Linked DNA regions of Mus musculus: regions 2 and 3 are each linked to region 1. The links are chromatin contacts, called in public HiChIP or PLAC-seq maps. All regions are on one chromosome and are shown on one strand. The core of a region is the stretch at or near the end of the contact, and the rest is flanking DNA. Distances in the headings are between cores, read along the strand shown.

Evidence for each region. HiChIP or PLAC-seq counts read pairs in DNA pulled down with a chosen protein or histone mark.
Region 2: an H3K27ac HiChIP or PLAC-seq map of regulatory T cells shows a contact between it and region 1, with 4 times the contacts expected there. The contact joins two enhancer-like sites. A contact is called at or near these places in 3 of 484 Hi-C or Micro-C datasets (CD4 T cells and liver) and 5 of 115 datasets of contacts at active chromatin or transcription factors (the 230-238 cell line, CD8 T cells, effector CD8 T cells and 2 more).
Region 3: a BATF HiChIP or PLAC-seq map of CD8 T cells shows a contact between it and region 1, with 7 read pairs. The contact joins two enhancer-like sites. A contact is called at or near these places in 1 of 484 Hi-C or Micro-C datasets (CD8 T cells), 4 of 115 datasets of contacts at active chromatin or transcription factors (CD8 T cells, bone marrow-derived macrophages, effector CD8 T cells and 1 more) and 3 of 9 other capture datasets (adipose tissue, liver and pancreatic islet).

Annotation. Positions count from the first base shown.
Region 1 is chr4:8,720,046-8,722,745 of GRCm38.p6, forward strand. The region is part of intron 1 of Chd7 (chromodomain helicase DNA binding protein 7); the gene reads left to right. It overlaps Gm46841 (predicted gene, 46841), which reads left to right. Exons shown (of 2, transcript NR_166064.1): 1 at 1-2,700. Among named protein-coding and RNA genes, the nearest start is that of Gm46841, 4.2 kb to the left of the region's middle. Within about 2 kb of position 1,391, at least 39 of the 459 cell types and tissues checked have an H3K27ac peak or open chromatin away from gene starts, as enhancers often do. A contact at or near this core is called in CD8 T cells, effector CD8 T cells and regulatory T cells, where this site is marked.
Region 2 is chr4:8,809,897-8,812,596 of GRCm38.p6, forward strand. It overlaps Chd7 (chromodomain helicase DNA binding protein 7), which reads left to right. Exons shown (of 38, transcript NM_001277149.1): 7 at 1,544-1,599. Among named protein-coding and RNA genes, the nearest start is that of Gm46841, 94 kb to the left of the region's middle. Within about 2 kb of position 1,410, at least 108 of the 459 cell types and tissues checked have an H3K27ac peak or open chromatin away from gene starts, as enhancers often do. A contact at or near this core is called in CD8 T cells, effector CD8 T cells and regulatory T cells, where this site is marked.
Region 3 is chr4:8,841,628-8,844,327 of GRCm38.p6, forward strand. Chd7 (chromodomain helicase DNA binding protein 7) reads left to right here. Exons shown (of 38, transcript NM_001277149.1): 20 at 2,685-2,700. Among named protein-coding and RNA genes, the nearest start is that of Gm46842, 68 kb to the right of the region's middle. Within about 2 kb of position 1,379, at least 125 of the 459 cell types and tissues checked have an H3K27ac peak or open chromatin away from gene starts, as enhancers often do. A contact at or near this core is called in CD8 T cells, effector CD8 T cells and regulatory T cells, where this site is marked.

The DNA of each region.
Region 1 (2,700 bases), core at 141-2,640:
CGCTTGGCAGCGGCTCTTCTCCCTGAATGCAGTTCACAGTTCCTGCTAGGTTTGAAGATCATCGCTTACTGTTTTCCCCTGTATCACTGAAAAACTTAGGTCGGCCTCCCGTTTGTGTATTTGTGGATGTGCACACATGCCTGTGTCAAGGCCAGGTGTTATTCCCAAGGCACCATACACTGTTGTGTTTCATTTTGAGGCAGGGATTTTCACGGGCCCGGAATTCCTCAAATAGGCACTACTGGCTGGCCAGTGAGGCCCAGTGTTTCTGTCTGGTTTTGTCTTACTAGCTTGGAGATTGCAAGCATACACCACTGTACTGGTAACCATGGGTTCGAGGAATTGAACTCGGGTCAAGTTTGCAACATATGTGCTTTGCTGCCTGATATACTCAGTCCCGATGTCGTATGTCACTTACTGTGTCGGACATCTTATTAACTGATTAACAGGCTGGGCTAATGAAGATAGTTCATACGTTACCTTTCTGTACGAGCCTTCTTTGAAGGATTTTAATCACAGTTATGGAAGGAGGATTACTAGGCTAGGATGACTAGTAATAGATAACCTACTCGACACATGTTCCAGCTGAGTACAGATTTGAACCACATGTGTGTCTGGCTCGTCAAAGCACTGTGCTGCTGACTAGTGTTCATAGGAAGCAGCAGGTAAGACTGCTGGGTTCCTGCAGCAATCATCATGCATGAGATGAAAGCAGGCATGGCTGGACAGAGTGTGTTTTTATATTAAGAAAAGGGCAGTGGTGGCGCACACCTTTAATCCCAGCACTCGGGAGGCAGAGGCAGGCGGATTTCTGAGTTTGAGGCCAGCCTGGTCTACAGAGTGAGTTCCAGAACAGCCAGGGCTACACAGAGAAACCCTGTCTCGAAAAACCCAAAAAAAAAAAAAAAAAAAAAAAAAAAAAGTCTTTGTTGACTCTACCCACAGCACCTAGCCACTGTCTGATACATCCTGTGTGCATTTGAGTCTTTAAATAGAAATTGAAACTGTATTTAACCGTGAAAGGAAACCTTAGTTGTACTAAAAGAAAATGTGCACCTTTTGCCTTAGGAAGGTGAATATTTGCTTGTGCTAACTTTGTTGAAGTTGATAACTTACTATTCTGACATACAAGTAGTTTTTGTCACAGGTAAGATCTAAGATGATAGCTATGTTATTTTCTTGACCATAGCAATCCTTTAGCCAGTAACTGTGTTTATCAAAATAGCATGTTGAGTACCTTGAATATCTACACTATAAACTTCAGTTTCTTATCTGTAATAGCAATGATAAAAACAAAGGATCTTCTACCTTAGCCTCCTCAGTAGCAGTCCTGGAGGGGTGCACCTCCACGATGGCTATAAATACGGTAGTTAAGAGAACAGTTTTACAGCAGAGTTGACTGTGACAGACAGCGGCAGTTTGTATGAGTTCACAAGTTTGTGCTTTGTTAGTGGTGGTAGGGTAGTTGACAGTTACAAATATGGATTGCTGATGATCTTGCTGCCTCTCTGATTTTCTTAACTCTGACAGTCACTGAAATAGCAGTTCTTAGTGTCTGCAAGTATTGATTGTTTGGGAGAAATACTTTTACAGTACAGTTTCATCATATTTCATTATAGCCTTTCGTCCATCATTATATTTACTTCCTCCCTTACCTTGTCCCCCTGCCTCCTCCTCCTGGCTGATTTCCCTTCCCCCAGATAATCTCTCCCTTCTGCTTTCTTATATATATAGTAACCCATTCCTTTAAAAGGTCTTCCTCCCCTTTCATGATCTGCTTTCTAGCTTCATGTACACACATATAAATAAATGCTATATGTATGTATGTGTGTGTGTGTGTATATATATGTATGTATGTATGTATATATATATATATGCATATAACTTCAAATCTAGGATCTGCATTTAAGAGAAAAACATACAGTATTGTCTTGGTGTAGCTTATTTCATTTAACATCATGGTTTGTGTATATCTTTGTTTGTTTCTTTGTTTTGAGTCAGGGATTCTCTGTGTAGCCCTGGCTGTCCTAGACTTGCTTTGTAGACCAGGCTCACCTCAAACTCACAGAGATCCACCTGCCTCTGCCTCCCTAGTGCTGAGATGAACGCCCTGCCTTAACATACGGATTTTTATCTGCAGGGTTGGCTGTGATGGTTCTTGGAATGATTACAAAAATGGACTGCATTCTGGGAGAAATTATTCTAGTACCAGTCATCTTTGTATCTTCAGTTAATAAATAGGAGAGTCCCTGAAAGAAATTTTAGATGCCAAAATACATGTTCTTAATTGACTGTAATTTTCCTGTAGATTTCTTCATTTACATGCCCTCCCTCCCACCACCACCCCTTCTTTCTTTGCTGATGGGGTTTGTCTCAGCAGCAGCCATCTCCCCATTGGCTCCAAACAGCCTTCATCTGGACGCCACAGTGTACCATGGCTGCTGCATACTGTTAAGAGAGAGGCACCTTTGGAAGCAGCATAGAAGACAGGCAAATGGGCCCTGTGTGCTGCTCAGAAGGAGGCCCGTGCACGATGTGGCCTTGGGAGGGTGAGCAGATGCTTGTGCTAGCTTTGTTGAAGTTGGTAAATTACCATTCTGACATACAAATAATTATTGCCACATTAAAGATGAAGTTCTAGCTATAGTTGAGACATTTAGTGTCTTTTGAGAACATAGATCCATTTTTACTTGCATTCTA
Region 2 (2,700 bases), core at 160-2,659, 90 kb after region 1:
CATGACTCAGCATTCTCTCCGGGAAGCATGTGCACACTTACGTGAAATGTAGTTAGCAGCTGGAGTTGAAGCTCCACAGAAGAACATGGCCATGTTTTATGTGTAGCCAGTTAAACAGAAGACAGCAAACAAAATTTTTGTTTACTTGGGGACATGGCACACGCCTTTAATCCCAGCACTCAGGAGGCAGAGGCAGGTGGATTTCTGAGTTCGAGGCCGGCCTGCTCTACAAAGTGAGTTCCAGGACAGGACAGGAGGGCTATACAGAGAAACTCTGTCTCAAAAAAAAAAAAAAAAAAAAGCAAAGCTGTGTTATGGTTAGGACCTTTCATAAGCCCACTAGAGTAAAATGAGATGTTCGTACGTATTGGCCATATTCTAGAATATCTAGGCTTTGCACTGGTGAGAAGCAGTTTAAAATGCACATTTAATTGAAACTGATAAAAGGTTGGAGGGAATTCTAAAAGGTCTTTAACTGTGGTTTGAGTGTTATGTATGGAAGCCAGCCGGAGTGCCCTTATAAGACATGTGCCCTCTGTCATCCTCCACGCTGGCTCTCCTGTTTGGCCCCAACCATGTTCCTGTTCACCCTCATTTTCTTCAAAGATCTATGAGACCACCCAGCACCCATGTGTGAGCCTCCAGGCAAGCTCACCAGCTCTCGTAGGAGCAGAAAAGAACTTCCTGACACGTGGGTAAAGGCTGTTTATGGTTTACATCTTTGCTTTATCTGCTCAAACATTGTAAGAAAATGACATATTATGAATCCTTTCACACTCCAAAAGCAAAAGCCAAAAGGAAAAGAGAGGTTCTAAACCATAGCATTGATGTTGTCTTCGGTACTTTCTGGAAGCACTCTGACCACCGAAAGCTCTTGACTCGGCGGACATGCATCGCAATTTTAACCCACCGAAATGTGGGATTGGAAGTGTTAATTTTATTTGGCTGCCATGTGTGTGAGACATCTTGTCTGAAAGACTTTAATTGTTCCACTGAGTAAAACTCAAACCATGAGTAGTGATGCCCCGAGTCCCACCATAAGAGCAAGGTTTCCTTTTATATGGTTTCTTGTTTAGAGTTATTAACTATATGGAGAAATAAATGTCTTTTAAATATTTTAAAACATTACAAAACCCACAATGTAAAGTTGCCATGAGGCAGCCAAAAATAATACATATGGCATTCAGGAGAGCAGTTGCTAATTGGCTGCTGCCTGAGAAAATGGTACACTTGGCGTCTACTTAACACTGCGGGTTTGGCAGCCAGCCAGGCTTGGGGTCAGGTTGTTGTGAATGAAGCTGCATGTGGTTAGGGAGGGGTTAAAATGATTCATGCCATACAATCACAAGCGCGTTGAGTGGAGCAGCGTGCATGTGCCTGAGTACGTCAGTCCCCACGGCACAGGCTGCCCAGGCTTCCTGTGCGCTCCTCTTTCCAGTCAGGCCACCTCAGGCATTGTGTCCCCCTGTGGGAGTATGTGGCTGCCTTTGAAATCGTCGGTATATGATTTTAACGTGTGTACCTCAATCTTCTTTCATTGCAGAAGGAATCTGGCGAGGAGGTAGAAGTTGAGGAATTTTATGTGAAGTACAAAAACTTGTAAGTAAATTGTTCCTCCTTTCAGCGGGGAAGGGTAGACCTGGAGTACAGGACTCTTTAAGAATTGTGAACATGGAGAGTTTGGTATGGTTTCTTTGCTGCCTCAGAAAGGCTGTTTCCTCCTAACTTTGTTATTTGTAGTACTTTGCACATGCTTTTCTAGAAAATATTTAGTGTGTAGAAGTTGACTAATTTTCTTATATAAGCAAGAAGCTCATCATAGATAGAAACATCTGATGTGATCATAGTGAAATAAAGTAGAAGTTGACTGTCCCCCAAAGAGTGGCTCTTGCTCTTCATGGTTGCGCCTCTCCCTGCATCTGTGATGAGAACTCTGTAGCCCCTCAGAGGCCCCGAGGCCCAGGATGCTCTCGGGCTTTGATGCAGTGAGCTCTGGCTTTATGTGCATTGCTTTCCAATATTTGTTTAGTGGGTTTAGTTTAGTTTAGTTTAGTTTTAATCTGAATGGAGAAACACAGCTGCCTTGAGCTGTGTCATGGGATCTGTGTGCTCACTTTGGCAAGTCAGTGTGGTTTTCAGGATTGGTCACTACCCTCCCGAAGAAGACAGAGGCCCTTCCTAACCAGACACACAGCTAAGGACAGACACCTTTGCTGACCACAGATCTGTTCTCTCTGCTTTGCTCCTCTGAAGAAGACATATGTAAAGCCCGGGTGAATCAGTCCTGGGTTTTAAAGGATGATTTTTAGGAGTTGTTGTGAAAACAGCCTAAGAAAGTACATTGCCCCAGGAAAATGTCACCACCGAGTGCCATGTTTCTCTGCTTTTGTCCCTTTGGTCTGCATTGTGTAAATACAGGGTCACTCTTCTGAGGAGGTAAGCAAAACATTAAGTAAAAAGTCTCTCTCAGTCTTACTGTGAGAGTCAGTGAAATGAAGTCTGGCAGTATAAAATAAAATGCACAATAAATGTTAGCTGCCATCAGTATTGTGTCCTCATGGTGAGTTTATGTCTAAGCACATCGTTCATATGAGGTGATTTCCTGTGGGGAATCCTTAACGAGAGAAGCTGAATAGGCAAAGAGGGGGTAACCTAAATGAGTTGCAGGGGGATTTCCCTTGGGTGTGTCAAGTCAGATGG
Region 3 (2,700 bases), core at 129-2,628, 120 kb after region 1:
AGCCCATGGCATTCTACCCCAGCTCCTGCCACTGCCTGCCTCACAGCTGGCACCGTGTGCTCTTCCACCAAGCCAGCCCGCTAAGGCCAAGCTGCTCTGAGCCCTGACTGTCGCCTCAAACCCACTTGCTAGTATTCGGGTTGTCCACACCAAGGCTCACTCTACTTTGTAGTTTTGCTAAACTGGTTTACTTGCCGTAAAGCATGAAATTCAACACTTTGACATATTATAGGCTGGGGTGACCGTTAGCACAACGCTAGGTTTTGAATGTTCCTACTACCTCAGAGAGCTCCCTGTGCCCATTAGCAGGCAGTCCCTACCCTTCCCGCTTCACCCAGTTCTGCAAACCGCATGCTCTTTTTTTTTAAATAGCTTTGTCCACCCTGGAAACACCACTCGGTGTGAAGTTATATCACGTGTGGTCTTTTGAGTGCTTTCATAAAATTAATGTTTTTCATGTTTGCCCTTATACTATACATGGATAATTTGTTTTGTTTTGGTTTGGTTTGGTTTTTCCAGACAGGGTTTCTCTGTGTAACCCTGGCTGTCCTGGAACTCACTCTGTAGACCAGGCTGGCCTCAAATAATTTATTCCTTTATGGTTTGCAATGTTCTACTGTGCGGGTATCACACAGTGACCAGGTGATGATAAATGCTCCAGTCATTTATTAATTGCTAATTGATGAAATTTGGGTTATTTTTACTTTGGGATTTTCAGTGTAGTAGGGTTTTTTTTTTTTTTTTTTTTTTTGGACATGTCTTTTCGTTTCTCTTGCACATTCGACAGAAGCAGAACTCTAGGTGATGTTAGCTTTCTTGGCTCCCCAGTGAGGTCTGTGCATGCTTATCATTTAAGGAACTAACAGGCTGGGTTTCTTTGTTTCTGTTTCTCTTTTAAACAAATTGGGGAAAGTTCTGGGCTCCAACCCCCCCCCCCCATCTTCTTCCACTGGTCATTGTATACAGCATCCCTTATCTAAAAAAAAACTACTGCCTTCAGTGGCCCCTCCACTCTGCAGAAGCCCCTTCATCTGCCTTCACATCACATAAGACCTATTATTCCTTCTCCCCTTTTGCTTAAAAATCTCTTCCTGTCGTTTCATGACGGAGCCTACACACACACATATAGCATCCAGGTTCACATGTGAAACAAATGTGTTTATATCTCTGAGCCTGCCTTAGATTGCTCCACACCGTGGTTTCTGGCTCCATCCACTTCCTCGCAAGTGCCATGATTTTGTTTTTCTTTACAACTAAATAAAAGTCCACTGTGTATAGCTAGAACATCTTCTTTTATCAGTTCCTCTGTTGTTGGACATCTAGGCTGGTTCCATTTCCTGCCTATTGTGAAACTTGGGTGTGCAAGTGTCTCTGTGGTGTGTTGACTCAGAGACCAGCCTTCAAGAACACAATCTGGTGGCGTGGCTGGGTGACATGGTAGTGCTATTTTTAGTGGTTTGAGGCGCTCCACACTGACGTTCATAGTGGCTCTGTGAATTTTCGTCCCTATTGGCAATGAATACGAATTCCTTTTTCACTCCATCCTGGACAGCATTCCTTGTTTGTTTGTTTTCTTCCAATTTCTGTTTCCCCGGTGGCTAAAACTGTTGAACCTGTTTTCTTTCTGGATGGATCACTTCCTGTTGCTTTCCCATACCTGTGTGTTCAGGTGGCTTTTCCCTCGTCCTCACAGGTACCATGTTAACTAGTTTGTGATCTGTTTCAAGCTGAGCTGTCTGTGGTGTGAGGAAGGAGTTGAGCTCCCCCGTGGCCCCAGCTTGTAGAGGTTCTTCTCTGGCCTCTGCACGCTCATGTCGTTACAGTCTCTTGCAGTCTTTCCTCAGTCCTCACATGCAGTCTCAGCATGTGTAAGACACATGTGTAAGACACACGTACGTGTTTCACGCACGCATGCACGCACGTTCTCCTTCTGAGTAACATGCAGATGCCAGAGTTGGATGTGGTAGTTCTCCCTGCCTTCTTCACTCTTGTTGTTCATGTCTGCTGATGTCTACCTCTATTAATTTCACCTTTTGAAGAAGGTCTTTTTAGGAAGTCTTCTTCATATTTGGTCATTATTTCTGGTGTAAACTGCTGGAGCAGTGTGCTCTAACCTCACTGGTGGCTGTCGCTATAACTTCTCCCCCATGCAACTCGAGGCACAGCCATGTCCATATTAAACTTATCCCTATTTTCTAATAGCTCCTGCTTCCCCTGGGCTAGGGCTCAGACTGCTAACCACACGTGCCCGCCCCCTGCTCCGGCCTCCACCCTCATCAACTTGCCATGGCTCCTGTACCTCGAGCCCCTCATCCTTGCTCCTCTCCTGGGCCTTTGTGCAGGGCTCTGCCATGAACATTCCTGCCACCTCTCTTCTTGTACAAGTCTTCTAAAATATGGTCCAAGCATTTTCTTCTAGAGAAAACTAATTTTTTTTTTAGATCTGCTCCTAGCAGGACTTTGCTGGAACCAAGTTCCAGGCCTTTCTCAATTGCTTGTACTTTTCTACTCCTGTGGCAGGTGTGGAAAAGTGTACATGGGGCACTTGTCATCTGTCTCCCATCCACTATACTGCCTTGCAGAGGCTGAGCACGCATATACTGTGACTAGATAAACAGAGGCTACCGGGGGTCCTGACTCTGAGAACCGCATCTCAGAGTAACGCACACGTTTTCCACCTTTAGGCCAGCTTTGTTGCGT